7 separate regions of the Mus musculus genome follow, and all the other regions are linked to region 2. A link is a contact called in public ChIA-PET, HiChIP or PLAC-seq and promoter capture Hi-C data. All regions are on one chromosome and are shown on one strand. Each heading gives the region's core, a stretch centred on a gene start, on an enhancer-like site or on the middle of the called end of the contact. The rest is flanking DNA. Distances are from core to core; before and after follow the strand shown.

Evidence for each region. Promoter capture Hi-C pulls out the DNA fragments that hold promoters and counts their contacts. ChIA-PET counts read pairs in DNA pulled down with a chosen protein or histone mark. HiChIP or PLAC-seq counts read pairs in DNA pulled down with a chosen protein or histone mark. Capture Hi-C pulls out chosen DNA fragments and counts their contacts.
Region 1: a promoter capture Hi-C map of adipose tissue shows a contact between it and region 2. The contact joins the promoter of Dctn3 here to the promoter of Ubap2 in region 2. A contact is called at or near these places in 9 of 39 promoter capture datasets (the C10 cell line, cranial neural crest, embryonic stem cells and 5 more), 1 of 484 Hi-C or Micro-C datasets (CD4 T cells), 5 of 115 datasets of contacts at active chromatin or transcription factors (bone marrow-derived macrophages, craniofacial prominence, epiblast stem cells and 2 more) and 2 of 9 other capture datasets (adipose tissue and liver).
Region 3: a promoter capture Hi-C map of neural stem cells shows a contact between it and region 2. The contact joins the promoter of B4galt1 here to the promoter of Ubap2 in region 2. A contact is called at or near these places in 6 of 39 promoter capture datasets (cranial neural crest, frontonasal cranial neural crest, liver and 3 more), 1 of 484 Hi-C or Micro-C datasets (erythroblasts), 3 of 115 datasets of contacts at active chromatin or transcription factors (embryonic stem cells, microglia and pancreatic cancer cells) and 1 of 9 other capture datasets (liver).
Region 4: a promoter capture Hi-C map of cranial neural crest shows a contact between it and region 2. The contact joins the enhancer-like site here to the promoter of Ubap2 in region 2. A contact is called at or near these places in 11 of 39 promoter capture datasets (3T3-L1-derived adipocytes, the C10 cell line, cranial neural crest and 7 more) and 4 of 115 datasets of contacts at active chromatin or transcription factors (effector CD8 T cells, embryonic stem cells, memory CD8 T cells and 1 more).
Region 5: a FOXA1 HiChIP or PLAC-seq map of pancreatic cancer cells shows a contact between it and region 2. The contact joins the promoter of Galt here to the promoter of Ubap2 in region 2. A contact is called at or near these places in 6 of 39 promoter capture datasets (cranial neural crest, hippocampal neurons, liver and 3 more), 1 of 115 datasets of contacts at active chromatin or transcription factors (pancreatic cancer cells) and 1 of 9 other capture datasets (adipose tissue).
Region 6: an RNA polymerase II ChIA-PET map of memory CD8 T cells shows a contact between it and region 2, with 359 read pairs. The contact joins the enhancer-like site here to the promoter of Ubap2 in region 2. A contact is called at or near these places in 4 of 39 promoter capture datasets (cranial neural crest, liver, maxillary cranial neural crest and 1 more) and 2 of 115 datasets of contacts at active chromatin or transcription factors (effector CD8 T cells and memory CD8 T cells).
Region 7: a contact with region 2 is called in an HNF4G HiChIP or PLAC-seq map of pancreatic cancer cells. The contact joins the promoter of Spink4 here to the promoter of Ubap2 in region 2. A contact is called at or near these places in 6 of 39 promoter capture datasets (cranial neural crest, hematopoietic stem and progenitor cells, liver and 2 more) and 1 of 115 datasets of contacts at active chromatin or transcription factors (pancreatic cancer cells).

Annotation. Positions count from the first base shown.
Region 1 is chr4:41,720,867-41,724,996 of GRCm38.p6, forward strand. It overlaps Dctn3 (dynactin 3), which reads right to left and starts at 2,297. Exons shown (of 7, transcript NM_016890.4): 1 at 2,169-2,297; 2 at 1. The coding sequence starts at 2,264. It overlaps Arid3c (AT rich interactive domain 3C (BRIGHT-like)), which reads right to left. Exons shown (of 8, transcript NM_001017362.2): 7 at 3,839-3,928; 8 at 2,970-3,467. The coding sequence ends at 3,367.
Region 2 is chr4:41,273,708-41,277,439 of GRCm38.p6, forward strand. Ubap2 (ubiquitin-associated protein 2) reads right to left here and starts at 1,428. Exons shown (of 29, transcript NM_026872.1): 1 at 1,333-1,428.
Region 3 is chr4:40,852,102-40,856,353 of GRCm38.p6, forward strand. It overlaps B4galt1 (UDP-Gal:betaGlcNAc beta 1,4- galactosyltransferase, polypeptide 1), which reads right to left and starts at 1,883. Exons shown (of 6, transcript NM_022305.5): 1 at 1,290-1,883. The coding sequence starts at 1,704.
Region 4 is chr4:40,774,576-40,778,336 of GRCm38.p6, forward strand. Gm34213 (a long non-coding RNA gene) reads left to right here. Exons shown (of 3, transcript XR_390479.3): 3 at 1,953-2,201. It also overlaps the pseudogene Psenen-ps. Among named protein-coding and RNA genes, the nearest start is that of Gm34213, 3.5 kb to the left of the region's middle. Within about 2 kb of position 2,511, at least 65 of the 459 cell types and tissues checked have an H3K27ac peak or open chromatin away from gene starts, as enhancers often do. A contact at or near this core is called in memory CD8 T cells, where this site is marked.
Region 5 is chr4:41,753,121-41,757,324 of GRCm38.p6, forward strand. Galt (galactose-1-phosphate uridyl transferase) reads left to right here and starts at 2,397. Exons shown (of 11, transcript NM_016658.4): 1 at 2,397-2,532; 2 at 2,841-3,010; 3 at 3,227-3,302; 4 at 3,393-3,441; 5 at 3,562-3,691; 6 at 3,819-3,875; 7 at 4,036-4,158. The coding sequence starts at 2,508. Gm42274 (predicted gene, 42274) reads right to left here and starts at 2,652. Exons shown (of 2, transcript NR_155499.1): 1 at 2,049-2,652.
Region 6 is chr4:40,821,036-40,825,304 of GRCm38.p6, forward strand. B4galt1 (UDP-Gal:betaGlcNAc beta 1,4- galactosyltransferase, polypeptide 1) reads right to left here. Exons shown (of 6, transcript NM_022305.5): 2 at 2,404-2,639. Among named protein-coding and RNA genes, the nearest start is that of Mir5123, 27 kb to the right of the region's middle. Within about 2 kb of position 2,291, at least 80 of the 459 cell types and tissues checked have an H3K27ac peak or open chromatin away from gene starts, as enhancers often do. A contact at or near this core is called in effector CD8 T cells, liver and memory CD8 T cells, where this site is marked.
Region 7 is chr4:40,918,369-40,922,192 of GRCm38.p6, forward strand. Spink4 (serine peptidase inhibitor, Kazal type 4) reads left to right here and starts at 1,688. Exons shown (of 4, transcript NM_011463.2): 1 at 1,688-1,787. The coding sequence starts at 1,727.

The sequences.
Region 1 (4,130 bases), core at 1,047-3,546, 450 kb after region 2:
CCTGAAAGGAAGCAGAGGTTAATTCCAAGGTATACCACTTGGCTTAACTCAGAAGAACTTGGATGTGATGGTCCATGCCTTTAATCCCAGTACTCCAGAGGCAGATGAAGGCAGATCTCTGTGGGATTTTGAGGTCACCCTGGTTTATATGACAAGTTCCAGGACAGCCAAGGCTATTTAATAAAGTCTGTGGGGGTGGGGTAGAGGGAGGGAGGGAGGGAGGGAGAGAGACATACAGAGAGAGACACAGAGAGAGAGACAGACAGTGAGAGAGAGAGAGAGAGAGAGAGAGAGAGAGAAGAGGGGCTGGCGAAATGGTTAAGTGGGTAAGAGCACTGACTGCTCTTCTGAAGGTCATGAGTTCAAATCCCAGCAACCACATGGTAGCTCACAACCACCTGTAATGAGATCTGACGCCCTCTTCTGGTGTATCAGAAAACAGCTACAGTGCACTTAATGTATAATAAATAATTAAGTCTTTGGGCAGGATGGAGCAGGGACTGAGAGGAGTTGACCAGAGAAAGCAGAGGCCCTAAAATTCAATTCCCAACAACCACATGAAGGCTCACAACCATCTGCACAGCTACAGTACTCACATACATAAAATAAATAAATAAATCAATCTTTATTAAAAAAAAGAGAGAAAGGAAGGAAGGAAGGAAGGAAGGAAGGGAAAAAGGAAGAGGAGAGGAGAGGAGAGGAGAGGAGAGGAGAGGAGAGGAGGAAGAAGGAAGACCTGGAAGAAGGATCCTTATCTCTCTGTAGACTTTCAAGTCTTTGAAGGTCTTTCAACTTTAGGTGCCTTTAATGTGAGAGGGAATGAATCATGCTCTCCTTTGCAGGATAGGGTGTGAGTATTTGTCTGCTTGGGGAGATAATAAACTAATTTAGGCTTTAATGGGGCATCCTTACATACTATATATTTCCTGGTTCCTAACCCCTATATTTGGGCATGATATATGCAAATACCCTCACCCAGGTCTTTCTTAGCTCAAGGCTGGGGAACGAACTGGCTGGCCTAGCTCTAGCCTCATACCCTCCACATCAAGTCTAGTACAGGAGACGGAACACTCTGGGATCCCAAAGACAGTGCAATCCCCATCGTAGAGAATACAGAAGAGAATCAGTTTAGAGGCAGAATACAGTTAGTAGTTAAGGGTTTGAGCTTAAGATGTCTGCGGGATAGCCCAGTGGAGGAGACCAGTAGACAAAGATCAATCGGGTTCTCGGAAAGTCTGAAACAGAGCTACACACTGGAAACATAAAGACGTGAAATGAGTAACTGAAATCACGGCAGTGAACGAGCCTGCCTAGGACTTAGGATTCTAACAGTCAAGAGTCAGCTGGAGCCGGAGGCTGAGGAAATGAACGACTTCACTCAAGGCTTGTGTAAAAGGTGAATACTAATATTTAAGGGACTAACACACAAGGGAAGGCACACAAATAGATGCCAAAGGGGGAGAGTGTTTCGAAAAGTTGGTTCTCAAACTGGAACAGAATGTGCTGGTGACAATTTTACAAAAAAATACAGAGACACATCATTACCTTTGTTCCAGAACATTCTTAATTCTACCAGAAGCGCTCCAGTAAATGGTTTCAACATCGTAAAAAGGGATTTTAGGGCACCTCTAAATTTTTGTCAAAATTCAGACACGATGTTCGCCCACATCTGGACACTTAGGGCTCAATTACTAATCTTCCTTTTCTGGGCCTGCTCAGACCTCACCGCTCACCCTTTGGAGCCTGTAGCACCTGTGCTCTGCCTCCTCTAGGACTCCTGTCTACGCGTAATTCATTTAGCAATTAATTTTGCATGGCTCTAGGATGACACTCCACTGCGGGCTTCAGCTCTTACTGAAACTCCCATTAATCAATTTTTAAATGCGTCTGGTCTCCTTAGAACGCCTGTGAGCGCGCGGAGTTTTTGTGAAAGTTGTCACCGAACCCATCTTAAAAAGGCTTAAGCATCTCCCCCATCCCAATCCCCTCGGGAACGGACCTCAAGGGTCCGATTGGTACCAGGAGGTTCTAGATCTTTGTTATTTATTTCAGAGCCTGGGCTGAGGACGACCTGACAGAAGTGGTAGCATCCGACCCTAGGGCAGGGCCAGTGGACCGCTCCTGTCCCGCTCTGCCCCACAAACGGATCAATAGACCGGACCCCTCACCTTCCTGGAGCCTCGGGTCCCGCCCGGCCCGTACACCCAGCGCTCCAGCTCCTCCACTCGAGACTGTAGCCGCTGCACATCGGTCAGAGCCGCCATCGTTTCTGCAGCCTGGCCGCAGCAACCCGGAACAGCCTGAGGGTGGGACGTCCGCCTAAATAAGAAGACTGGCCAATCCGAGAGCACCGTCACGCCTTGTAGGAAGTGACGTCACTGTTTAGGCTTTGGATGTCGGAAATAACCGATGTCAAAGCAATCTGGTTACCTAGGTAACGTTCTGGGTCCTAGTTCTACCCTGGTTTCCAGGACTTGGTTGTCAAGACTTTTAGTGCTCTAAATCCAAGATTCGAAGAGATTTCCTCCCCTCCCCCATTCCCTGAGAGTTAGCGTATAAATATACCTATTATTCCAAGATAGGTTTATACCCATAGATCAGTAGGCAGCTTCTTGGGAGAGACACCATACATTTTTGGAATCTTTTAAAGATCAAGTGATTTGTACGTAAGCCTCTTGTTGTCAGGACGTACACCCAAACAGTCTGATTTGTGACCGCGCTCTGTGTGGTGGTGCTAGGAGAGAAAGGAGAGACAGAAGGATGACTGTAAGTTTGAGGCCAGCCTGCTCTACACAGTGAGTTCAAGACCAGTCAGGGAACAATGTAGAGAAAGCTTGCTTCCCTTCAAAAAAAAGTGCTCTTCTATTCTCTCAGAGCTTTGTTCTTCTGCTTCCACTTGGACAGCTCAATGTAGTCTGTGGATCCCCCACCTCCCAGACCCAAGCAAGAAGAGGAGGCACAGGAGACACGGGAAGTACAATTTTATTTTCCAGATGCAACCCAAGGGACATCTTCACATTCAAATCCAATCCTTCACCTGCTTCCTGAAAAGGAGCAGAATTGACTCAAAGAGGTGGGGTACCAAAGGTGACACTGACATAGGGGTTACATGACGGAGTGATAGGGGTTCTCGGGGGAAAGCTCTTTGGTAGATGCTGCTGAAATTAGCTAGGGAGACAGTGTCTGCCTTTTACGGTGAGGTAGATGGAACGTAATATAAATCCCTTTGGTGTGGAGGTGGCATGCTGACATCAACCAGGACTGGATCCCAGAGTGGGCGTCACATCCTGAAAGAATCAAGGTAGGAGGGTGCCTTCTCCCCCCCTAAGCAATGATATTGGGACTCTTGGTTCTCAGTAGCTGCTTTCAGGGCAAGGTACTGGAAGGGGGCCCTGTAGAGGGTAGAGGTGGAGGATTGGTTGGACCCAAGGAAGCTGGCACAGGTTGGCGTCGAGCAAAGAGGATACCTGATAAAGGGTATAAGAGATGTAAAATTAAAAAATAAACGAGAGAATGTGGGACTCCCACAAAGCACGGACAAGTCCCTCTGACCAGTGAGAAGCTCCTATGCCGTTGTGGGTAGCTTGAAGTAGGTGCGCAATAAATACTCACAGATCTGTGACAAAGCAGACATCCCATGGCAACCATGCTGCATAGACCATGCTGGGACCCCATGCCTTGTAGACAAACTCTTGAATCCATTTTAATGTAACAATCCTCTAAACCCCCAAGCAAGTTCAGATACTCCTGAACGTCATGCTCATAGAGAAAATCTAAAATCCCCCATGCCAATGAAAAAGCCAACTTCATGCCAATATAGACCCTGTAATTCCCATACCAGTGTAGACCACCCCATTGATCTCTAGTGCCACGTTGATACTGCTGATGCCACTGCCTGCCAGATTGAGGGGCCCATCCAACCGCTCTTCTGTCCAGAAGAAGGCAGGGAAGTCACATTTGGGGGGAAGCAGATTTCACACTTAGACTCCTTCCTCATTCCTGCACTTGAACCCCATACCATAATTATGCGTCTGTCTATCAAGGGACCTGCCTGTACCACCTCCAGCATTCAGCATGTGAAGAGTCTACTTTCCCTCAACTCACTAGCCCAAAGCCCTTCTCTAACAAGC
Region 2 (3,732 bases), core at 178-2,677:
CCATGCAAACTGAAATCCCAGCATAGAAAGACTGAAGCAAGAGGTGCATGGTGACTCATGCCTTTAATCCCAGTGCTTGGGAGGCTGATGCAGGTGGATCTCTATGGGTGCAAGGCCAGCCTGGTCTACAAAGCAAGTGGGGGACAGCCAAGGTTGTAACATGAAGAAACCCTGTAAAAACTATCGAGCGAGCGAGCGAGCTAGAGAGACTGAGACAAGAGGCTCTCAAGTTAAAAGCCAGCCTTGGCTAGGTAGTGCAACCCTCTCTCAAAAACGCCCTCCCAAAAAAAGGCATGCTCTTCAAATAAATGATCTCTGGGTACCTCATAGAATCACCTAAAAGCTCCAATTGTTACTGTACACAATTGCTGGAGAAAAGTAAAGAGTAGGCAGACTATGCACCTTGGAAATAAAGTAGAAAGGCGTATTAGTGGTAGTAAACTACGAGATTATGTTAAAGCAAAAAACTGCAGGAAGACTTCCAAGACCAACCCAAAGAGAAAACACGAATCCTAAGTGGTGACAGTTGACATGCCTGGGTAACTAAACCTGAAAATGCAGGGGGGAAGGTGGGAGAGCTGACTATGCCTGGGTAACTAAACCTGAAAATGCAGGGGGGAAGGTGGGAGAGCTGACTAGGAAAACTGAGCTGGAACGCACCAGGCTAAAGAATTTGTTTGAATTTCTAACAACGCTTTACAGTTCACAAGCACTCTTACCTCACCTTAAAGAATAAATAAACTATGACACCACCAGACTTCAATAGGGCATGAAGAGGAAACTCACAGAGTTTCAACTAACACCAAAGACCACAGTAATGAAAAGTAGTAAAATTGAACTATGCCTTCAGATTAAGTGGGGAGAGACTAGAGCGCAGAAGTTGGGCACTAAGACCAGTCCCAGGACAGGCGCCAGACTAGAAAGCTGAAAGGTGGTCCGGATGGGGCGACAGCGTGGCGGAGGAGCTCCTGCCAACGTGCAGGGACCGAGGTGGGAGAGAAAACCACACCCTCCAGGATAAAAACCCAAAGGGGGGGGAGGGGAAGGCGCCCCCTGGGGCTGGGTGGGGCCGGCCAACTAGGATGGGGGGTGGGGGGTGGAGCAGGAAGCACAGGGCAACCTGAGCGGGAGAGGAAAGAGAGTGCTCAGGCCTGGACACACTACGGAAACATGAAGCCAGCGAGGGAAGCTCGGCCCGATCCACCCGAGTAGACGCTGGGGCATCCCAAAGGGGGCTGGGAGTTCAGAAGACCTTAGCCCAGGTCCAGAAAGCATACACTGCAAGGTTCAGGGCCCTGGGAGGCAGGATGAAGGGGACCGGGTGACAATTACCGCTGCTGCTCTCGTTGGACTCGGGACCCGCCGCCGCCGCCGCTCGTTACCTGCCAATGTGCCTCTTACAAAGCGGCGGCGGCGGCAGAGGCGGCCCTGCCCGTCACGTGATCCCTACGTCACGGGAGAGGGTGGAGCCAGTACTTGAAGATTGAACGGGGTTACCCGGCTGGCTAACACAGCTCTGGGAGCTGAGCGAGAGGAACTATGTGGAGGCGGCGGAGATGGTGACATTGCTTGTGGTCAGAATTTCAGGGTCGTACTATCCGCCGCCTATAGAGAACCCACTATTAAAGCGTGCGGTCGCGCTATGATGACCTCAGAAACACTGCAAGATGCTCGATGCGTGCGGCTCTTTCGTCACGTGACATGGTGCAGCCACTCAAAGCAAGCCTGGCTTCTAGACGTTTTGAGGGCGAACTACAACTCCCAGAGTGCTGCGCGGCAAAGGCACTCTCTACGACCGCCTTTTCTCAGCGTGCTCCTAAGTACAACTCCTGATTCTGACTTATTCGAGCATCTTATGGCTAGCTTCCGAGTTAGTACCAATGGGTGCCACCTGCCAAGCGAACCAGCGTGGTTCCTGCTGGGAGGTGTAGTTCTGGCGGAGAGTGGGTCTAGCTCCCACGTTGCGAGGCTGGCGCTCCGCCCTGCCCTCTGCGCGGGAAAACGCCAACCGCCAGCTGCTGAGCCAGACACCCAGAACGTCCTCGGCTGAAGGCCACGAGACTTCAATGTAGTCAAATGTGGACTGCTTTCTGCATTCCCAACTCTCTTCTGCAGGAAACAACTACCATTCCTTGAACGCCAACGGGATGTTAGAGGTGTTCTAGCCCAAAAGGCTACTAGTATCGGACCGGTTTTGCAAATAGGAAAGGAAAAGTTATTTTCTGGCATAAGAAACCTAAATCAGGTTTTCCTTGTTGAGAAGTTACCTGATCCACCTCTTAGTAAAGATGTTAACCTCAGGAGATTAAGCAAAAGTAATGGAGTTTTGTTGTTTTTTGATTTTTTGAGACAGGGCTTCCCTGTTTTGGAACTTGCTTTGTAGACCATACTGGCCTCAAACTCACAGAGTGCTGGGAGTAAAGGCACGTGACACCACAGGCCGACTCAAATAAAGATTAATCACTAGCATATCTTTAAAAAATAAATAAATAGATAGATGTTGCGCTGGAGAGATGGCTCAGTGGTTAAGAGCACTGACTTCTCTTCCAGAGGTCCTGAGTTCAATTCCCCGCAACCACACGGTGGCTCACAACCATCTGTAATGGGATCCAATGACCTCTTCTGGGGTGTCTGAAGACAGCACAGTGTACTCACATACATTAAATAAATAATTTTTTTTTAGATGTTTAAAACACTTTAACTCCAGCCCAGACTAACCTAGCCTTATTGTGCAGTACATGGTGACCGCTAACTCTCAGCAGTCATCCTGCCTTGGTCTCCCAAATGGTGGTATTTCAAGGATTATAGACAAGAGTCACCCACCATGCCTGATTAATATGTATTTCAAATATATACATATATACCATTCATATATATATAGATGTTTTACCTGTATGTATATATGTAGCACATACATGCCTGGTCAGAACATGGGATTGGGTCCCCTGAAATTGGAGTTAGAGATAGTTATGATCCATATTCTAGGTGCTGGAAATCAAACCAACATCCTCTGGAAAGACAATTGCTCTAAACAGCTGAGCTATATCTTGTTAAAAATTATACATTTAAACATAATAAACCAGCACTCGGGAGGCAGAGGCAGGCAGATTTCTGAGTTTGAGGCCAGCCTGGTCTACAAAGTGAGTTCCAGGACAGCCAGGGCTATACAGAGAAACCCTGTCTTGAAAAACCAAAAAAACAAAAAAAAACCCAAAAAACAAAAACAAAAGAACACACATAATAAAATGTGATTATGTGGCTATTGTCTATGTGTAGCTTATTAGGTTAGATACATCCACAACGTTGGAATTAAGAGGTTAATTAGTGGTGGTGTAAGCCTTTGTTCCCAGGAAGCAGATGCAGGCTGCCTAGTTTACAGAGCAAGCTCCAGGACAGCCAGGGCTACACAGAGAAACCTGTCCCAGGAAAGAGAAAGAGATTATATAAAATGTCTGCTTGGTAAACAATAAGCCCTCAACAAACAAAATTATGTTCAAACCCTATTTGTACCCATAAGGTAAGGTGCAGCTGGTTTAAGCAAGATGGAAAGGGAATTTTCTTATACTGATGGGGGTTCAGTGCTAATTACTAATTTGCTAGTTACTAATAGACTTGATCTCTTTAACCTACTTGGCTAGACAATTGAAAATTTAAACAGTCCGGCCCAGTTCAAGGGAAACCTTTGTTTTTCTGCCTGAATTACAGAATGCTCAGGCTGTACCTGTAACAAAA
Region 3 (4,252 bases), core at 633-3,132, 420 kb before region 2:
GTTGATTACTTGCTGAGTGCCTGCCTACTCTATATACAATCTCAATTAGTCCTAAAAATAGCCCTGTGAGGTAAGCACAGACAAGTCCACTTTATACAACAGGAAGAAACACTATAACATGCTTGAAGTCAGACTAATGTTCTACTTCACTTTCCATAGAACTATTCCTGTTTCCCAAATTAACAACCAAGTCCAAAGTAATTCGATTACTCATGTTTGGCCAATTCCAAGAGGTTCCTCCCAAACTTGATGTGAAAACATTGAAGTAATTATTGGAGACATTGAGCAACAGGCTATAGGAAGGCCTGCTCTGCCAAGGCTTTCCCAGAATGAGACAGAGCTATTAGCACGCTGCCTGCCTGTCTGTCTGTGGGGAGATGGGATTCACTCTGCGAAACATTCTCTAAAACCTGGCACTACCTGTGATCTCCAGTCAAAGTTCTACCCTGGCCAGTCGCCTAGTACTGGGAACACAAACTCATATACTTGCCCCCCTGCCTGGTATCAGCTGGGCAAGTATTTCCAGGAAAGTGCAGCCCCATTGACCGGGTTAATTTTAGCCCTCCAGTCAGTCCCCTGAGTACACAGGCCCTCTGCCCCTGGAGAGGGCCCTGCTCAGTTTGGTTAAGAGGAAGCATCAGGAGGAGGAACTTGGGGTGGGAGACAGAAGGCCCCTTGGTTCAGCACCTACAAACAGGAGGAAATCCCACAATTGTAGCAACTTTCTAAGAGTTCATCCTCATTCTTTAAACTCTTAGTTACAATGTTTCATTTACTTCTTCAAAACAACTCCAAAATACGTGTGGTTTATTATCTCCATTTACCAGAAAGAAACCTTAAAGAGAAAGTTAAGTGGCTTGTTCTAAGGCGGAGTGGAGGGTGGTGGGGAGGGGAGGTGGTTTTCTCACTGTCGGTCTTGTCCTCAGAAGGTTGAAGGTTGCCGGTGTTGCTACTATAGGTAGGGAAGGTTGCAGAGCAGCCTTTTCAGTCTACTCTAAACTGACCCCAACTTCAAACTTCCTGAGTCCTGGGCCAGAACAAGGGTGTCTCCAGGGCCTTGTCTGGTGCTGGGGTAAGAGCCTGGGGGTTTCCCAACAGGGCCCCTGCCTCTTGAGACACCAGCCAACCTCTCTTTGGGTCATCCCAAAGAGGATTAAGCCCTTCTTGGGGATTATGCACTCTGATCAAAACCTGGTGGCTGGCAGTCCTGAAAGAGATCTTAGGATAATATCCCTGGAACCCTACTGAGGAAATCCGAGGAGTCCACGTCCTCAGATCCTGGGTCTTACCGAGCAGCGGGGACTCCTCAGGGCAAGCTGGCAGCGACAACAGTCCAGTGGTGGTGGGCACTGGCAACGAAGACAAGTTGCTCTTCAAGCCGGGGCCAGAAGCTGCACCAGGGCTGGAGTCGAGACCCGGGCGAGGCTTCGGGGAGACGCCTAAAGGAGGCGGCGGCCGCGCACCCCGCGGCCGCTGCTCTCCTGGGGGCTGCTTGCTGGCTGCGGCGCCGTTCGTGCCGCCCTGCAGTGTAGAGGAGACTCCGACCAACTGGGGCAGGCGGCTCAGATCGCGGCCAGAGAGGTAATAGACGAGGGTGACGCCGAGGTGCAGCGCGCAGACGGCCACGAGCAGGCGGCAGGCCCGCTGCAGGGTCGCGCCCGGCATCGCGGCGCTGCCGCCCAGGAACTGCTCACGAAACCTCATCTTCCCGCCGCGGCTTTAAGAGGGGGTGGGCTACGGCTGAGAGGACGGCCCGCCCGCAGGCCGCCCGCCAGGCGCTACCCGACCACAGCGATCGAAGGAGGGGCCGGGGGGAGGGGGCTAGGACCTAGCGCAGCACCGGCCGCCTGCGGCGGAAAGCCGACACCCCTGGCCGCGGGACTTTGGAGAGATCAGCGGGAACCACAAGCGCGGATGAGCAGGGGGCGTGGTCTCGACCTAGGGCGGGGCCTCAACCGGGTTTCGGAAGGCTGTTCGCGGAACCTGGGGGGGCGGAGTCTAAGGGGTGGGGCCGCAAAGCGGGTCTTTTTCGAGAGGGGCGGGGCATGAGGGACAAGGCTCGGAGAGGGGACTGAGGGGCGGAACCTTCAGCCGGGTTTTTCTGGCAGCTAAGGGAGGGCGGAGCTTGGGGGGCAGGCACTAAGGGGCGGGCCCTCGGGAGGTTGGGTTGCAGGGCGTCGCGACACTTGGGGACTAAACGTGGCGCTCCGCCAGCCCCACCGCAGCCTTGGGTTGAGCGGGCATCCCATACCCAGCGGCGCTCAGCTTTTCTTCCTAGCGTTCACCGTGGAGCTTAAGTCTCTCTAAACCAGCTTCTTGTTCAACGAGCTGCTCACCACTTCCTGACGTACCCAGTGACTCGGGTATGGGCCTGGGACAGCAGCTAGTGAGGACAAGAGGACAGGCGGTAGCCTTGGGATAGTGAGAAAATGGAGTGGAGAAAGGTCGTCTAGGAAACCGGCTTCGACGTCCCGCGAGGCCAGCGGACGGATTCTCTGGGGCGTTCCAAAGATCCACTTACCCTAGCTGGGTCCGCCTGCCTGTGAGGGGGCTAAAGTGGAGGAGCTGCTTATTGAGTCCTGCTAGGGAAGTGACCATCTTGCTCTACTCTTACTCCCACATAAGTGTTTGCAGGATTGGGAAACCTCAGGAACCTGCCCAACTTGGTTCTAGGTGCAACATGGCCTCTAGTGCATGCCACATGGAGATGACACATGCTTGTTGGGATGAGACTGGCAGAAAACTGCATTAATTCCTAAGCCTGCGTACAGAACAGCCCGTTGTACACAGCGCTGGAACACAGTCCCCATTTAACAGAATACTGGAATCTAGGCGCGGTCGTGAACACCTGTAATCCCAGACTCTGGTTGCGGAGACAGGAAGAGCCAGAGTTTGGAGCCAGCCCAGACTATGTAGTAAACAAAGATTTCAGTGCCTTGGAGTGAATAAGAATGAATGGCCTGTAAAATCTCACAGCTGATAAGCTGTGGAACTCAGGGCTCCTAAAAACTTTGTCACTGCGCGTTCCTTTACCTAACCTTGTTGATCTGAAAGTGGAAGCTGGAAGATTTAAGCACTTGAAGTCTTGACCCCGAGGCCTCAGACCCATTTATCCTTGAATGTGATGAGAACCTTAAGATGGGGAATGCTAATTCTAGCTACTCCTATGTTTGGAGAGTTTGTTGTTAACCAATATATGCCATGTAATAGGGGTTGTTAACTGTCTCCGATTCATCGATGAGAAAGCAGGCTGAGTGACATTTGGTTGCAATCATAGAAAGTATTTAAAAAAAAAAAAACCACTTGGGAGGCAGGTGCATTTCTGAGTTCGAGGCCAGCCTGTTCTACAGAGTGAGTTCCAGGACAGCCAGGGCTACACAGAAAAAAAACCTGTCTCGAAAAACAAAAGCAAAAACAAACCAAAAAAAAAAAAAAAAAAAGAAAGAAAGAAAAGAAAGTATACTGCTCATCAGGTGACTTCCTGACCGACCCTCTCTGGCCCCTCGCCTCCCTTGGTGAGGTCCTGAGGCTGTGGTCCCTGCGGCTCTTTTATGTCTATGTTCCTTAGGTGTGGTTCTATTATCTATAAGCTGATAACACAAAACTTTGTGGATCCAACCCACATCTCTTCCCTAACCCTCCACCTTCCAGTATCATCTCAGCCAAATGAGTCCCGCACACAGTAATCTAACCCCTCCATCCCACTCCCGTCCTCATCCCCCTCAGAAAGAGGCGTTATTGTTCTTCCAGTTCCCCAACACCAAAACCTGTTCTGGAAAAGACCCATTTGGACTACCCCATAACTCCTGAAAAATCTGCACAACCTACTTGTGGTTTGGTTTGGTTTGGTTTGGTTTGGTTTGGTTTGGTCTGAGATTAGGGTCTCTCTGCATAGCCCAGGGTGGTCTTAAACTTGGCATCTTCCTGCCTCAACCTCACAAATCTGACACTATAAGTAGGCCTCCATTATCATGACCAGGAATATCTGTGAGCATCCCTCTGCCTGCCTGCCTCTTTCTTTCTTTCTTTCTTTCTTTCTTTCTTTCTTTCTTTCTTTCTTTCTTCCTTCCTTCCTTCCTTCCTTCCTTCCTTTCTTTCTTTCTTTCTTTCTTTCTTCCTTCCTCTTCCTCTTCCTCCTCCTCCTCCTTCTTCTTTTCTTTCTTTTCAACAGGAGCTCACCCTAATAGCCTAGGTTAGCCTAACTGGCCTTGAACTCTCAACCTTCTACCTCAGCCTCCCAAGGGCATGGATT
Region 4 (3,761 bases), core at 1,261-3,760, 500 kb before region 2:
TGTGATTTCAAACTTCACAGCGGTCCCAACCCGTTGGCTAAGTGGTGTGGACACAGACCCAAGAACGGATGAGCTACAAGCTGACCAGCACTGGCTCACAAACCCTTCTGTTTTTCAGGCATTGGAAGCTGGGGGGTGGGTGGGAGTGGTAGGGTGGAGAGGGGGACACAGCAAGGGACTTGGGAACAGGTGCTGAGGTGTAAGGCACCTTGAGGAAGAGGAGGAGAAAGCCTGTGAGGGCTCCGGAGGAGAGGACACATGATAGAGGCATATCTGAGGGCGAGCCTTGGCTCCTCCTTGCTGCCCAAAACACCGGAACCTAGTGAACTCTAGGGAACTTCACTTTCCAGGCCTGGAAGAGCTCCTCTGCTAGCACTGCACAACTTAAATTCCAGCGCTCGGGTGGATCTCTGTGATCCTGGTCTACAGAGAGAGTCTTAGGGCAGCTGCATAGTGAGACTCTGTCTCAGAAAAACCCATACCAGCCAAACCAAAGCCCAACCCCCAGTGCCTATTCTTTTTTTTTTTTTTTTTTTTTTTTTTTTTTTTTTTTTTTTAAGTTAGGGTCCTTTATTGGGGCAGATGGGAAATGAGAAACAGATGTCTTCAGGGTCTGAGGGAAAGCCTAGAGCAGAGAAGCCTTCATCCTGGGAGAAAGAACAGATCAGCAGCTTATGAAGTTGTTAGGGAGTGCCCAGGGGAATGGTGAAGGAGAGGTAGTCCCCAAGAGCGCCCCAGCGGGGCCGGTAGATCTGGAAGATGGTGATCCAGGTGGCGAGAATGATCACCCAGAAGAGGAAGCCCACAGCTGAGCGCCAAACATAGCCTTTGATTTGGCTCTGCTCTGTGTAGGCTGGGGCGAGGAACGCCTCTCTGAAGAACCAGAAAATGTTGACTAACCAAAGAAAAGGCAGGAACGCAAATCCACCAAGATAGTACTTCCGGCACAGGTTCAACTTCTCCTCATTGGATACCCGCTCCAAGTTCATAGTTGCGCTGGAGCCCGGTGGTCCTAAGGGTCTGCAGAGCAAGACCCAAATGACAGGCGCAAGATCACGAGCAACCACGCCCCAGTGCGGTTTATCCCTTCTGCCTGGATTCCTTTGCGGGAGATTTGCGGGAGATGCCGCAGTTTTCAGTGGAGTTTGTTGTCGATTTTGTTTTTCTTCTCCTGCCCAGCCCCCCCACCCCCTCCGCTCCCCAGTGCCTATTCTTGGAGTTTGGTCCCTTCTATCTCTTTCTGCTAGTCCTATTTGTACCCTCTGATTACCTTCCTCCCATCGTCTGCCTTCCAGGAGGCTCTTGCTTCCGAAGGAACCTAACCAGTCACTATGCACCACTGCTTGCCTGTGAGCTGCAGCACTGAGAGCGGCTGAACTGGGAATTCCAGGGTGTGCTGTTAGGAGCTCTCATCATTCCTGAGAGTCAGGTGGTGGGGGTGCAGGCCTTTAATCCCAGTGCTCAGGAGTCAGAGGCAGGCAGGTCTCTGGGAGTTTGAGGCCAACCTGGTCTTGTGCTGTGAGTTCTAGGATAGCCAGGGCAACTGTCTGAAAAATTAAAAATGAAATAAGTTTTCTGAGGATCAAATGAATTATTATTACATGTAAAACATGTTAACCATATCTGGCACATCTAGCACTGAAAAAGAATGTGCCATAGTTATCATTTAAAGCTGTGGAGATAGCTCAGCACTTACAAGCACCCGTGGCTCTTCCAGAGGACCCAGGTGTGATTGCCAGCTCCCACATAGCAACTCGCAACCATCTGTAACCATCAGGCCTCAGGAGATCTGATGCCTCCGACCTCCTGGGCACCTACATTCATATCCACATGTCTAAGGGTTTTTGGTGCTATGAAGAGACACCATGACCATGGCAAACCTTATAAAGGAAAATATTTAATTGGGGCTGGCTTACAGGTTCGGAAGTTTAGTGTATTATTTGTCATAGCAGGAAGCATGCCAGCATGTGGACAGACATGGTGCTGGAGAGGTAGCTGAGAGTTCTACATCTGGATTAGCAGGCAGCAGCAAGAGACTGTGAGTCATGAGCCCAGCTTGAGCTTCTGAACCCTCAAAGCCCATCCCCCCGGGCACACTTCCTCCAACAAGACCACGCCTCCTAATCTTTTCAAATAAAGTCACACTCCCTATGAACATGTGAGAGCCATTTTCATTCAATTAACACACACCTGTACGTGGTTTTAAGACATAATTGTTTTCAATTTTTAAGATGCTGTCAAAGTCTTCCTGCAGTTTCTATTTCTTCTTCTTTTTTTTTGTTCGTTTGTTTGTTTTACGAGACAGGGTTTCTCTGTGTAGCCCTGACTGTCCTGGAACTCACTCTGTAGACCAGGCTGGCCTCGAACTCAGAAATCCACCTGCCTCTGCCTCCCAAGTGCTGGGATTAAAGGCATGTGCCACCACTGCCCGGCCTCAGTTTCTATTTCTTAACACAAAGAGGAAATGAGCACTGTAGGTTCAAACGAGGTCTAAACTGGTCAGTCTGGAGTAAGGGAACACTGTCCTTGTTAACAATCCCAGCTCTCACCAATGAGCTTGCACGCTGTTCCTGTGTCTGCAGGTGGTGGCTGGTTGGTCATCCCATGACCTTCTCCCTTGTCTTAGCCCCCCCTCCCCCAAAACACAATGTGTGGCCCACTGGCCCACTCAGCCTCTGTGATACTAAAGCCACATGAAAAGGTTCTTGCCACAGGCTGGGACTGGAATGTGAGGGTTGTTACCCCACCACTGACTTGCTGGCATTTGTGGCTTCCTGAGGCTTCCCTCTGCTATCCTTTGATCTGGGATCTGAACAAACAAAACCAGGGCACCCGAGCACAGCAGCTTCCTGTACTTTCTCTACAGGGATTTCCCAGAGCTGTCTTTTAAATGGCATCTTTGGCCCTCCTTTCCCAAATTATTTTCTTACAATCTCAAGGAGCTCTGGGGCACAAAATTAGTTCTCAGTCTACACATTTCAGATTTCTCCTTTTCCTTTGGCTAGATGAGGGGAGATTCTGCCCTCATTCCCACTATCCTGCCCAAAGTCTCCGTTTCTCCAATTGCCATGGTAGGTTTGGGGAAGTCCTCTGGCAAGCTCATTGTCAGCAGCAGTGGGGAGACACATAGTCCACGCCTATTGAGTTCTTCTGCAGCCTCAACTCAAATGAAACTGGGTTGGTTTTTTATGTGTTTTGTAAAGACTAGGATGTGTTTTGTAGAGTCAGGGATATGTTTTGTAGAGCGAGGAATGGTGCGGTGGGAGAGGATACCTCAGCAGGCCCATGGGTCTAGTATAGAATAGAGATTATTTGGGGACATGGGAAGGGGAGTTGAGAAGGGAGTAGAGGCAGAGAGAGGGAGGAGACAGAGAAGGAGAGGAGACAAAGGAGAGGGAGAAGGGGAGAGGGAGGGAGGGGGAAGAGAGAAGGTGTGGGAGGTAAGAGAGAAAAGAGAGTCAGAGAATCAGAGGGAGTGAAGGGAAGCCAAACTGTCCCTTTTATAGTGAGTCAGGCCTACCTGGCTGTTGCTAGGTAACTGTTGGGCAGAGCGTAGAAGGAATGCCAACAGTTTTGGTTGAGTTTTATTTTGTTGGATTGTTTTTGTTTGTTGGGTGGTTTGGTTTTTTACCGTAGAGATTTTCAGAATGAGTCAGTATGAAGCAAAGTTGGATTTATTAAAAAGAGATAAAAAATTAGGACAGTATGGACTTAAATCTGAAGTACAGGCAGAAAAAGAGATGGGGAGGGGGCTTGAGTCT
Region 5 (4,204 bases), core at 1,147-3,646, 480 kb after region 2:
TTTGCAAGCAGTCACAAAATGAGGGCGACGAAGTCATCCATTCACCATCCTAGTCAACAGATGTTTCCTGTGCCCTGGACTGCTCACAACCTGCTTGAGGGTTGGAGGTGAGGTGTCACAGTGGCATCATCGACACAGACCTTGGGAGCAGGTGAGAATCTTTTCAGCAAGTTCATCTGAACACTGCTGCAAGCTCCTTTAACACACTCCACCCGTGCCCCATTGGTCTCAAGAAAGCATCTCTTCTAAACAGCAGTTCCTGATTGGCTGGCATTGTCTGCACCAGCAATCCTTGGTCTCTCAGGCAGTCCTCAATTAGGTCCTCCTGCAGGAGGTGCTTTTGTGGCTGCCTTGACCCCAGCGTTTACATAGAGGTAGCCCTACTGTTCCTGCTACACAGATAACAAAAACTAAACCTTTATATTTGTAATAAGCCTAAGACAGCAGTAGAGCTGGGCATATCAACCCTCTATGGCTATTTTGTCTAAACTAAGGGATGTGACTTGCTAAGTCCCATTTGGGCTGCTCTTACTCCAACTGGTCTGCCCTCATGGCCAGTTCTCAGGATCCTACCCCATAGTGTCTTCTCCCTCTCCTCCCCCCCCCCCCCCGCCTCCTCCTCCTCCCCTCCCCTTCCCTCTCCTCTCCTCCCCATACCCCCCTCTGCTATATACCCTCAAGCTGGGGGAACTGAAGTCCTGCCTATTTCTCTTCTTCTCTCCTGCCCAGCTATAGGCTGTAGGCATCTTTGTTAACCAATCAGGGATAACTTGAGGGGCAAGGATGCATAGCATCACTTGGTATAGATGAGAATGTCCTTGTCTGTGGGAGTGACCAGACCTTGGGAGCCAGTATTTAAAATATTTATTTATTTATTTATTTATTTTATACATATGAGTACACCACCATTGCTTTCTTCAGACACACCAGAAGAGGGCAACAGACCCCATTACAAATGGTTGTGAGCCACTATGTGGTTGCTGGGAATTGAACTCAAGACCTCTGGAAGAGCAGTTGGTGCTCTTAATCCCTGAGCCATCTCTCCAGCTCCCCACCTCCCCAGCCAGTATTTTGCATCATAATACATAGCAACAGACCAAACCTCAACAGCCTAGAATGTTCTATGTAGCCAGGCTACTCATTGATATGCCTGTCTCTGCCCTTCAAATACTGATGGCCTTTTGCTTGTTTTTGAAATTGGCTTCACTATATTGGCCAGGATGGTCTAGAACTTGTGGGCTCAATTGATCTTCTGCTTCAGCTTCTAGAGTAGCTGAGACTATAGGCAAATGCATCACTGTGCCTGGTATGTATGCACAAACGCATACACGCGCGCACACACACACACACATTACTGTCTTTTGGTTTACTTTTTTTTTTTTTTTCGAGACAGGGTTTCTCTGTGTAGCCCTGGCTGTCCTGGCACTCACTCTGTAAACCAGGCTGGCCTCGAACTCAGAAATCTGCCTGCCTCTGCCTCCCAAGTGCTGGGATTAATGGTGTGCACCACCACTGGCCGTTTGGTTTACTTTTATATAGATTGGGCCTTGTTATGTATAACTGCGCAGGCTGAACTTGAACTTGTAAGTTTACTGTCTCTGTTTCTGGAGTGCTGGGATTACAGGTGTGTACCACCACACCCTATACTTACTCAGTTCTCTTTATCTAACCTTATTTCTGCTCCTGAGGCTAGAGGCATAGTTACAGTGAAATACTCACACATCCGGGCAATACCTGAAGGGCCAGGCTGCAGGCTTCATCTATAGTATGATCAAGTTCCTCACCTCCACCCCCTCTCCACAACTTGCATCTTAACCACACACAGCAGCTCCGCAGGTGACCCAGGTCATGAGTTCAGAATGCTGCTGGTCTTTGCACAGGGCGTCTCTATGCTCCACACAGAACCTAGGTGCCTGGCACACGGTTAAGATGCTCAGTAAAAACGATGTCTTCTGAACAGGACAGGGCCTGATGTGCAAACACAAGAACTCACTACACCTGTGGTTACCTGCACAAAACATGAGAATGGACCCATAGAGGTTTCTTACCGGTTTGGGGGGCGGTGCACTCACGAGGCTCCGCCCTTTCTGATGGACTATTGGCAGTTAAAGGCTGCTGGCAGGAGTGTCCTTGAGTGGTGAAGCTGATATGTCATGCTCCAATAAATAGCCCTAATGTCGTGCAAGCAACCCGAATCCGTGGCGGGACGAATGGACACAGCAACCAGTTTTCACAGATGCTCTCCAGAGAAGTAGCTACAATCCGGTGTGCAGGAGAATCATCAAAACAACCTGGGGAAGTGAGCGTGGCGGTCCCGAGCCCCGCCCTCAAGTGGCAGGCTGTGCCCCCACCGTCACGTGTTGGCGACTAGCCAATCATCCAGGGTGGGCGGGGGGAGACATGGAATGGGGCGCTCACCTTGTGTACCTTAGGTCAATTCGTGTGGCCTCACGTCGCATAGCGGAGCCGATCCTGAGCAGCGCCAGCAGGCTTCAGAGGCGGACGCCATGGCAGCGACCTTCCGGGCGAGCGGTAATTGCTGGGCGGCCTGGACCCGCTACGGTGCGGAGCCGAGCCTTCCTTTTCCGTAGGAAGTTCTAGTCCCAGAGTCAAGGTCGGCACTCCTACCCGAGGCCAGGGTGGCGGGCGAGGGAAGGAGGGGCTTGCAGGCCGTGTGGCACGGAAAGCGTTTAACCCTTTAACTCCCCTCCGCCAGCCTATAGCTTCTAGAAACACTGCGCCGACCGAGCGTCCCTGTACTTGGGCCTGCTAGGGCATTAGAGCCACTCGGGGAAGAGAGAGACAGGGAGTTTTGCTGACTGATCCTTGTCTCTCCCCAGAACACCAGCATATTCGCTACAACCCGCTCCAGGACGAGTGGGTGTTAGTGTCGGCTCATCGCATGAAGCGGCCCTGGCAAGGACAAGTGGAGCCCCAGCTTCTGAAGACAGTGCCCCGCCACGACCCACTCAACCCTCTGTGTCCCGGGGCCACACGAGCTAATGGGGAGGTAAGCCCGAATACACAGCCACCAACTGGGATAGGAAAAAAATCCTTCTTCCTTATTACTACCCTTCGCCCACAAGGGGGAGCAGTGCGCCTCCTTTTGGGTCATTTCCGGGCAAGCAATTTTGATCCTTTGAGTGGGGCCTTCCTCGCCCCCGTTGCAGCCTGGATAGCCCTTGAATTCCGTCAGGTAGTATTTCTAGCCTATTCTTGTCAGTAGGTGAATCCCCACTATGATGGTACCTTTCTGTTTGACAATGACTTCCCGGCTCTGCAGCCCGATGCTCCGGATCCAGGTACCCTCAATTTAACCACTGTTGGGGAGAAGGGAGACTGGGTCTGACCCGGGTACCTGTGCTACAGAGAGTAATACTCCTTTATTCCAGGACCCAGTGACCACCCTCTCTTCCGAGCAGAGGCCGCCAGAGGAGTTTGGTAACTTTGGGTTTCCCCTCTTACAACCTCCAGCCCAGGTCTGAAGACGAAGACCTGAGCTTGGGCCCTGCCCTTAGCACCCAATCCACTTCCCTATGTCATTTTTCCCTCACCACCTAGTAAGGTCATGTGCTTCCACCCCTGGTCGGATGTGACGCTGCCACTCATGTCTGTCCCTGAGATCCGAGCTGTCATCGATGCATGGGCCTCAGTCACAGAGGAGCTGGGTGCCCAGTACCCTTGGGTGCAGGTCTGTGAGGGGGAGGTGTAACTTTGGTTTGGGGGAGAACCATTACTGCTTCCACAGGGTATGGTGAGGAGGGGTTGACTTGATGTCTGTGTGACTATTGAATATCTCTCTCCTTTCTACCCAATAGATCTTTGAAAATAAAGGAGCCATGATGGGCTGTTCTAACCCCCATCCCCACTGCCAGGCAAGTATGTGACAGGCCTTAATGGCTTTCTTGGCTGAGTCCACCGGCATTGTGGACAGGACTACTAGATTAAGAGATAGGGCAAAAGAAATACATTGGTAATTCGGAGGCTCAGAGATAATGGGCTGGCCTGCTCTTCTTTGTGCTTGCCCTTTGACAGGTTTGGGCTAGCAGCTTCCTGCCAGATATCGCCCAGCGTGAAGAGCGATCCCAGCAGACCTATCACAGCCAGCATGGAAAACCTTTGTTATTGGAATATGGTCACCAAGAGCTCCTCAGGAAGGTAGACCAGACCTTTTACCCTCACAGAGAGACGTGCTTTAAAGGGG
Region 6 (4,269 bases), core at 1,041-3,540, 450 kb before region 2:
TCTGACTCACACCGGCTACTCATTATCTTCTGACCCCATAGAGGCCCTAACAGGTGGGAGGCAAGACCCTGATATTGGTGCTTCATTGGGCTAAAGCAGGAGGCTGGAAGAACAATAAGGAATTTACCAGCAAGGTCCCAGGCAGAGGCAACAGGCAAGAAGGACAGGAAAGAAATAACAGCTAGTGTTTATTAAGTAGTCAAGGGCTTCTGTGGCCTGCCCATGATCACAGACTGGGAAGTGGCTCTCCAGGTTATGGGGCTCACTTACAGCCCTGGATACCAGGCTTTGAGAAACATGCCAGGAAGAGGATACATGGCCTCAAGAAGAGCTGTTGTGGCCCAGTGGGAGGACATTATTGAACTTAGGAATCTTACCTGGGGCTTAGTTGCAACCCAGCGTTATTCATGTGACCAGTTCTTCTCTCTACTTGTCCCTGACTCAGAGCAGAATTTTTTTTATCCCTGCCCTCTGGGGTCTAGGCAAGCTCTAGAGAACAGTGACAGGGTAGTACACTGTTTCTCCTCTTTGCTTCAAGGCTGACACTCAAAGCTAAGGACCCGTGGATGCTAGGCAAGCATTCTACCACTGAGTGACACCCCCAGCTCCTAAAAAAGAGTCCTTTTCTGATACTAAGGTACAAGTGGGGGAGAAAGAGAACGGGGAGTTCCTATCTCAGGGAAAGTAAGGAGGAAGCAGACGGCGGGTAATTTAGGGTTGTTTTCTCCAAAACGTGACTCACAGGACACTCATCACTGGAGATGATTCTTGGAAAATAGCTGTCTAGACTAGCTAAGGAAACACTTCCGGAGGTCACAAGGTGTCAGTACATGGAAGATTCTAGAACAGTGAGATCTGCCTTCCTCACACATTTAGGAACTCCTGTACTAGATATATCGGGGCACAGCCTTCTCTCCTTCCTCTGAGCTTCAAAAGCATTAAACAGTCACCATCCATCCAATCACACCATTTTGTTTGTTTTTTGAGACAGGGTTTCACTGTGTAGTACCGGCTGTCCTGGAACTCGATCTGTAGACCAGGCTGGCCTCAAATTCTCTGCACTTGCCTCTGCCTCCAGAGTCCTGGGATTAAAGGCATGCACCAAGAACTTAAAAATATTAAAGAAATTAAGTAAAAAACGAAAAACATTACTTTTCTTCAGTATGCTTAATGAGCACAACTGTTTTCCCCATGAATATAACTTTGGTTTTTCAAGTTTGTCCCCAATACTGAAATTCATGTATATTCTGTAATCTAGGTGTGTTGATGAGTCTGACTTACCTGCCTAGGTGCCAAGTTTCATTAAAATGTGTTTTTGGAAAGACTGCCCCTTTACTTCAACATACATTTTGAGCCCCCCCTTTTTTTTTGCTTCTATCAAAGTCAGGGGGCTTTATGTTGCATTAGGGAAGCTAGGATATCTGAGGGCTGCCTCAGTTGCTACAGGGATGTTTAAAGAAGTGTAAGATGCCGCCACCTTGAAGCTTCCAGCCCACACTAGGTAGATGAAGACTTTGCTACAAAGCAGTTTGTTTACAATTTAAAATAGCCTGTGAGCCAGGTGGCAGAGGTGCACACCTTTAATCCCAGCACTCAGGAGGCAGAGGCAGGTGCAGAGCTCGGTGAGACTGAGCCAGCCCAGTCTACAAAGTGAGCTCCAGGACAGCCAGGGCTACACAGTGAGACCCTGCCTCAAAAGAACCTTTAAAACGCTTTAGATCTATTTGAATCTGGGTTGTGGTGATAGAGGCTGGCTAAGTTTTCAGCTTGTATCCTAAGCAGATGAGAGCCTGACACACACAATCTGAGGTACAGCAGGAAACTCAGCCTAGTCCATATCACTCTCTGAGGCTCTAGAATAGGACTCCCCCAGACTTCTCACCCATGGCTGGCTGTAGAGACATACATGGTCTCTTATGGATGGTCCCTGAAGAATGATACTGACCACCCAGCTGGATAAATTTCAAAGTTGCCAAAAAAAATCTGAAACAAAAATGGATTGTTTTGGAATTATTATTATTATTATTATTATTAGTAGTAGTAGTAGTAGTAGTAGCAGCAGAAGAGGAGGAGGAGTAGGAAGAAAGCTAGAGTAGCCTAAAAATGGTAAATAATCAGTGTTTTACTTTGCGATCATTGGAGATATCTTTTTCTTTCATTTTTGCTGGAAGTTTACTTTTAAAAGGCCAAGCACACCGTATCTATTTCTCTTGGCTAACAGAGCTATATCAACAAGCGAGCATACCGCTTGGCACTTAGCTCGCTGCACTGTTTAAAGGACAGCAACAGTGACAGAGTTGACACATCCTTGTAGACCGAGATCACTCCCTTCCCTCGGCGCTCACTGAGCACACACTTGTGTGCCTGCGTTCTACCTCCCTTGTCCCACTTCCCAAACCTCACCTGATTGATGACGTAGATGCCATAGTCGAGTTGCTGGCGCTGAAGGATGGGATGCAAATAATACAGCCAGTATTTGAGATGCTCCTGCCGGTTACGGAATGGGATGATGATGGCCACCTTGTGAGGAGAGACACAGTCCTTGGGGGAGTAACGGCCGCCCGTCTTTATCTCTGGGTTCTTCTTTGCCAAAAGCTCCAGATCCACAGCAATATTAAAGTCAATCAGCATGGGGCCAACTAGAGAGGGGGAAGGAAGAAGTTAGCCAGCCACAGGGCCTCTCTGCCGCAGACTGCATTAGCTGACCAGACCACAGCTACAGAGGGGACAGTTCCTCCTGGAAGAAGGGTGACACAGGGTGATGTAGAAAAGGCATTCATGCCCAGCCCTAGTGTGATCAGTCACTTCAGGAAACTCCCAGAGCTGGGGTACTGCGGTACAGACCGGTGAGCACAGATGAGAAAACACTTTCTCAGAAAATCCCGAGCTCTGCCACCTGCCATCAGTGTGGTTTTAGACATACGACTACCACGGCTCTTTCTAAACCTGATCTAACTGGGGAAAGGGAAGGAGCAGGTGTGGTGTGGGCGAATCACCGTAGAGGAAATCAGATTCAAAATGAAGACAGCAGGGGGGGGGGGGAATAAAAGGGACTCAAAAGAGAAGGCTGGCGGTCATAAGATCCCAGAGGAAAAGGAGGGGACACAAAAAGAACAAGCTAGAAAGATCTAAAGAAGAAAAAAAAAGCTTAGAAATAGTGGCCAATAAAGTATCGGTATGAATTGAGGCTAGGATGGCTCCAGAGTTCCTGTCCAGGAAGAAGAAGTCAGAGAAATGGGTCAGTAAGAAAGTGGTTGGCTCAAAAGACTCAGGGACAGCAGATTCTGACATGGTCAGGGACAGAGGGAAGAAAAGACCCTGTGGAATGCACAAAGTGGTCCAGGCAGAGACCCAAGATTGCAAGCCCAGGCTCACAATACTCTATGCTCCCTGGACATCTTCAATATAGGTTCCAGAAACATGAGTCCCAGCAAGATGCTCCGTAGAAAAACTATGCTCAGGACAAGTCAGGATGGGAGCCGCGCAGATTAAATCCTGCTTCTGGAACGCACACAAGGGCACTGAAAAAACTGTGCGGCCAAGAAGCCCCTCAAAGTTCTCTACCTCACCACTGCCTAACTATATCATCGCTGAACTGATGTTGTCATTTGGGGAACTGTTATTCTGCGGTGGCCAGCTTTACATGTCAAACAAACCAGGCACTAGAACACAGGGAGGAAGCCACAGAAGGTGGGACAGATCAGTCACCTGAAATACACGAAGGACAAACACTCACTTCTGTCCACCCCTCTGCAGGTTCCAATCTGTCCTTTTTATTAAAAAGGAAGAGGAAGAAGAGGAGGAGGAGGAGGAGCTCCTCACATGCCCAGGGAGGAGCTGCCTCCCTAAAATCTACCTCTTGCAAAGGAAGCCATGAGCCTGTCCCCTGTCTGTAAGCATTTCTTGACAGCTGCCACCTTCTCTCCCGTTCCTGGGATCCTTCTCAATCTTATGTCCCTGCTCCTTCACCACAGGACCTGTTCCCATTAGTTCATTCTCTTCTGAGACACAGTTCTGATCAACTCTCCTTCGTGGTGAAAGCTCTGTGACCTGGCACAAAAGGAGGCCAAGGGCCTTGAACAGGCCCACACCGTTCAAGCCATCTTCCCTGGTTTGGTTGCCTATTTCCTTAGCCGTCCCCACTTCCTTGAACCAACTAACTTTTGCGTTGACAGGCAGGCCTTCATCCTTTGACTTTCTGGAGAAACACAGAGCTTAGGCAAGGAAGGACACAGCCTCTAACTCAAAAGGGCTGTGTCCTGAATCCAG
Region 7 (3,824 bases), core at 438-2,937, 360 kb before region 2:
GTGTGTCCTGACGAAGTCAGAAGAGGGCTTCAGATCCCCTGGAATTAGAGTTATTGATGGTTGTTAGTCATCATGTGGGTGCTTGGAATTGAACCTGGGTCCTCTGCAAGAGCATTCAGTATTCTTAGCCACTGAGCCATCTCCCCTATATGGCGTAATATAATGTGATATAGATATAGATAGTATAGATATATATTGATATATATTGATAGATAGAGATATATATATTGATATTGTCAGTCAGTTGTCCCCACTTCATGGTATCAAAAAAGGAGGTAGAGGTGACAGGCTCGTCAGGATCCAAGTTTAGTTCCCAGCACCCCTATGAGATAGCTCAGTCACCTGTAACTCCAGCTCCCGAGGATCTGATGCCCTCTTCTGAGCTCCACGGGCATCTGCACTCATACATGTGCAAACCCACACACAAGCACACAGACACATATGTAAGAAAAAAATGTTTAACACATTAAAAAAAAATAAAAGCAAGTTTTAGGGGCTGGAGAGGGCTTGGTTAAGAGCGCTTGTTGCTTTTGCAGGGGATCTGGGTTTGGTTGCCAGCACCGACCTGCATAGGGTTTTACAGCCAGGGGATCCAGCACCCTCTTCTGTCCTTTGAAGGCACCAAACATACGCATGGTGCCCACATATACATACAGGCAAAACACTCATACTCATAAAATAAAAATAAATCTTTTTTTTTTTTCGTTTTTCGAGAGGGTTTCTCTGTATAGCCCTGGCTGTCCTGGAGCTCACTTTGTAGACCAGGCTGGCCTCGAACTCAGAAATCCGCCTGCCTCTGCCTCCCGAGTGCTGGGATTAAAGGTGTGTGCCACCATGCCCGGCAAAATAAATCTTAAAAAATCCTTTTAAAAAGCTTTTCGGGGACTGGAGAGATGGTTCAGTGGTTAAGAGCATTGACTGCTCTTCTGAAGGTTCTGAGTTCAAATCCCAACAACCACATGGTGGCACAACCATCTGTAATAAGATCTGACACCGTCTTCTGGTGTGTCTGAAGACACCTACCATGTACTTATATATAATAGTAAATAAATCTAAAAAAAAAAGAATTTAAAAAAAAGTTTTTCAAATTAGTTCCCTTTACCTTATTCCGCACTGTCTGCCGTCTCCACCACTGTCCCCAGGGGAGCCCTAGGATAGGAGCTGAGCCAGAACTATCACCTTTGTGTGGGCTCCTGTCTCAATACGTTGAACGGGAACTGGGGTTGATCAGCAGAAAAGCGTTTGCCCAGGACTGCCAAGACACAAACTCAGTCCTCAGCAGGAGAACCAAACACTTATGTGAGGTCCAAAGTGGCCGAGGCATCCATGACTCTCTTCCCCTCTCCCTGTCTCCTGCTGTGCCCCCTACTTTCATCCCCTGTTGTCATCTGTTTCTGTGTTTCTCTCTGCTTCCTCTCCCTCCCACTTCTTGCTTTAATAGACACATGGTGGCAGCTTTGCAACCTGTCCAAACCCTTTTTGCTTGCTCTGGACACCTGCCAGCCCCAGCTCTGCCCTAGGGCCCAGCGTTATATCACCACAAAGTCAGCTTTGAGCCTTGAGCAGGCCCTTCCCAGGTGTCAGGATGAAGAGATTAACGGGGTGACACTGTAGCTGCCAACTGGTCACAGATAAGATAAGAGTGGAGATCAGCACAATAAATAGGTCCCAACCTCACTGTCAGCCCGGCCCACACTTGACTGCAGTCACATAGCTCACAAGCAGCATGGCTATGCATCTGTGGCTGGTCACCCTGACCTTGGTTCCCCTCCTTGGCATGGACAGGGGTGAGTGGGCAGAACTTGGTCTCTCTGAAGCTTGATCTTAGGGGGTGAGCTTGGGTGTGGGGGCAGAGGCAAGGCCAGGAGCTTCCTGTGAGGCCTGGCCTTTCTGCATAGCTCTTCTGTCTGTATTCATCCTACCATAGTAGGCAAAACACTGGGAGAAAAGGGATGGGTTCAGTCCTGACTCTGGACCAGAACCTGCCAAGTTCTCATCCCTTGAGTCTGTAAAGTAGGATGCCATTTCAGTTTGAAGATGTCTTGAGCAATTATGGACTGGAGGCTGAGAAGATAGAAGGAACAGTCAGGCCCCAGGTTGACTGTGGGGTGGTGAGTGCTAAGAGAGACTTGTTCCAGGCCCTCAGGGCCCTGTTCTGTTTTGACAAGGTGCAGTAGGGGACCCAAGACAACCACTTAAGCATATAGTGGGGGCCTTGGGTGGTTAGACATATACCAGAGGTGGACTTCCTCAAGGCCAGGAGCATCTCAGCAGTCTCGAAACTGCTGTCAGATACTTTTCTTGTCCTTTAACATAGAAAGGAGCAGAACAAGAAAAGCACCGTCCCTACAGATCTTAAACTTGGTGTGTGGGTGGGTGATAGACAATGAATAGTGTACAAGAATATGGCAAAGGCTAAGAAAAGCATGGAGCTGTGTGATGTGGGTTGGGAGGGAACTGCAGTGTTAAATCAGGGAGGGGGTGTCTCTTAGATGCAGGTTTGGGGAGAGCTTGAAGAAGGTGAGGGGGTGAAGGTATTTTGGACAAGAATGTTCTGGTGGAGGAACCAGCCAATACAAGGGCCCTGAGGTAGAAGCATGTTAGAGTGTTTGAGGTGCTGTGTGGCTGTAGGGGGGTGAAGGGCATGGTACAGAGAAAGAAGACAGGAGAGGAGGGGAGGGGGATGGAAGGAATGGAAAGGTGAGGTGGGGAGAGGCAGCTGAGAGCTATGTTAGACAAAGTCTTGGGAGCCAATGTGAGAACCTTTTCCTCAGAGTGAAGTGGGAGCCAGTGTCAGGCTTGGAGTGGAGTTAAACCTTTAAAGAATGTTCTAGCTTGTATGGTGAGGACAAACAGAACAGGGAAGCAGAGAAGCCCATTGGGATGAAGTAGGCAAGAGTCACATTATAAAGCAGTGTGCAGCAGGACCGTAGGGCCATTGACTCCATGCCCCACACTGCACTGCACCTCGTGCTGGTCACATCTGGGAGCTGGGTGATTAGGAAGGAGCCTGCAGTCTCTGGTCAGACACAGGCTGCCTTCCCCCATGCCTGTTCCCCATTTCCCAAGCACCTCCTCCTCCAGTGGGAATGTTAAGCAGCCTGCCTTGAAGGTCCTTGTACACATTTCAGATTCCAGCCTTGGTTGAATGATGAAGGGTGCACCTGGGTCAAGGCAAGGGTGCCTGGGGTTAAAGACAATGTTTCACACCCCTAGGAAGCAATTCTGACTGTGTAAGGTTCTGGATTCTCCCGCAACACACTTCAGGGCTCAATTCCTGAATATTCACTGGATGAGGCATTGATGGGGAGTCACAGGGAGCCCCAAGAAACACGAGTTCATAGGGAGGCAGGGGTGGCCCAGTGAGTGAGACAACATTTGTCTTTGTGACAAAGCTCAAATCCAGGTTTTTTCAAGGAACTGTGGGGGACCACTGTAGGGAAAGCTTCTGAGCCTTGGGAGGATGCATGACCACATAGGAGGAGACTGGGGGTAGGGCCTAAGATGCTATGACCTCATAGAAGGAGACTGGGGGGTGGGGCTTGAGATGCTATGACCTCATAGGAGGAGACTGGGGGTGAGGCATCTCAGGCAGCAGGTCTGCAGGAGTCAGGGAAGCCACTGCTTCAGGACAATGAGCAATGAGGGACCCTTGCGTCCTAGGGACATTGAGGACTATAATAGATAGCAAGGCCTAGAAGCAAGGCTGGAGGGGGGGGGGGTCAGTTTACACAGGCCCTGAACATGTAACTGTGGAGTGCTGGTTCAGAGGGAGCTGAGGGACAGTGATAGGAGCCAGAGAAGGGGCATCCTGCCTTTTAAAT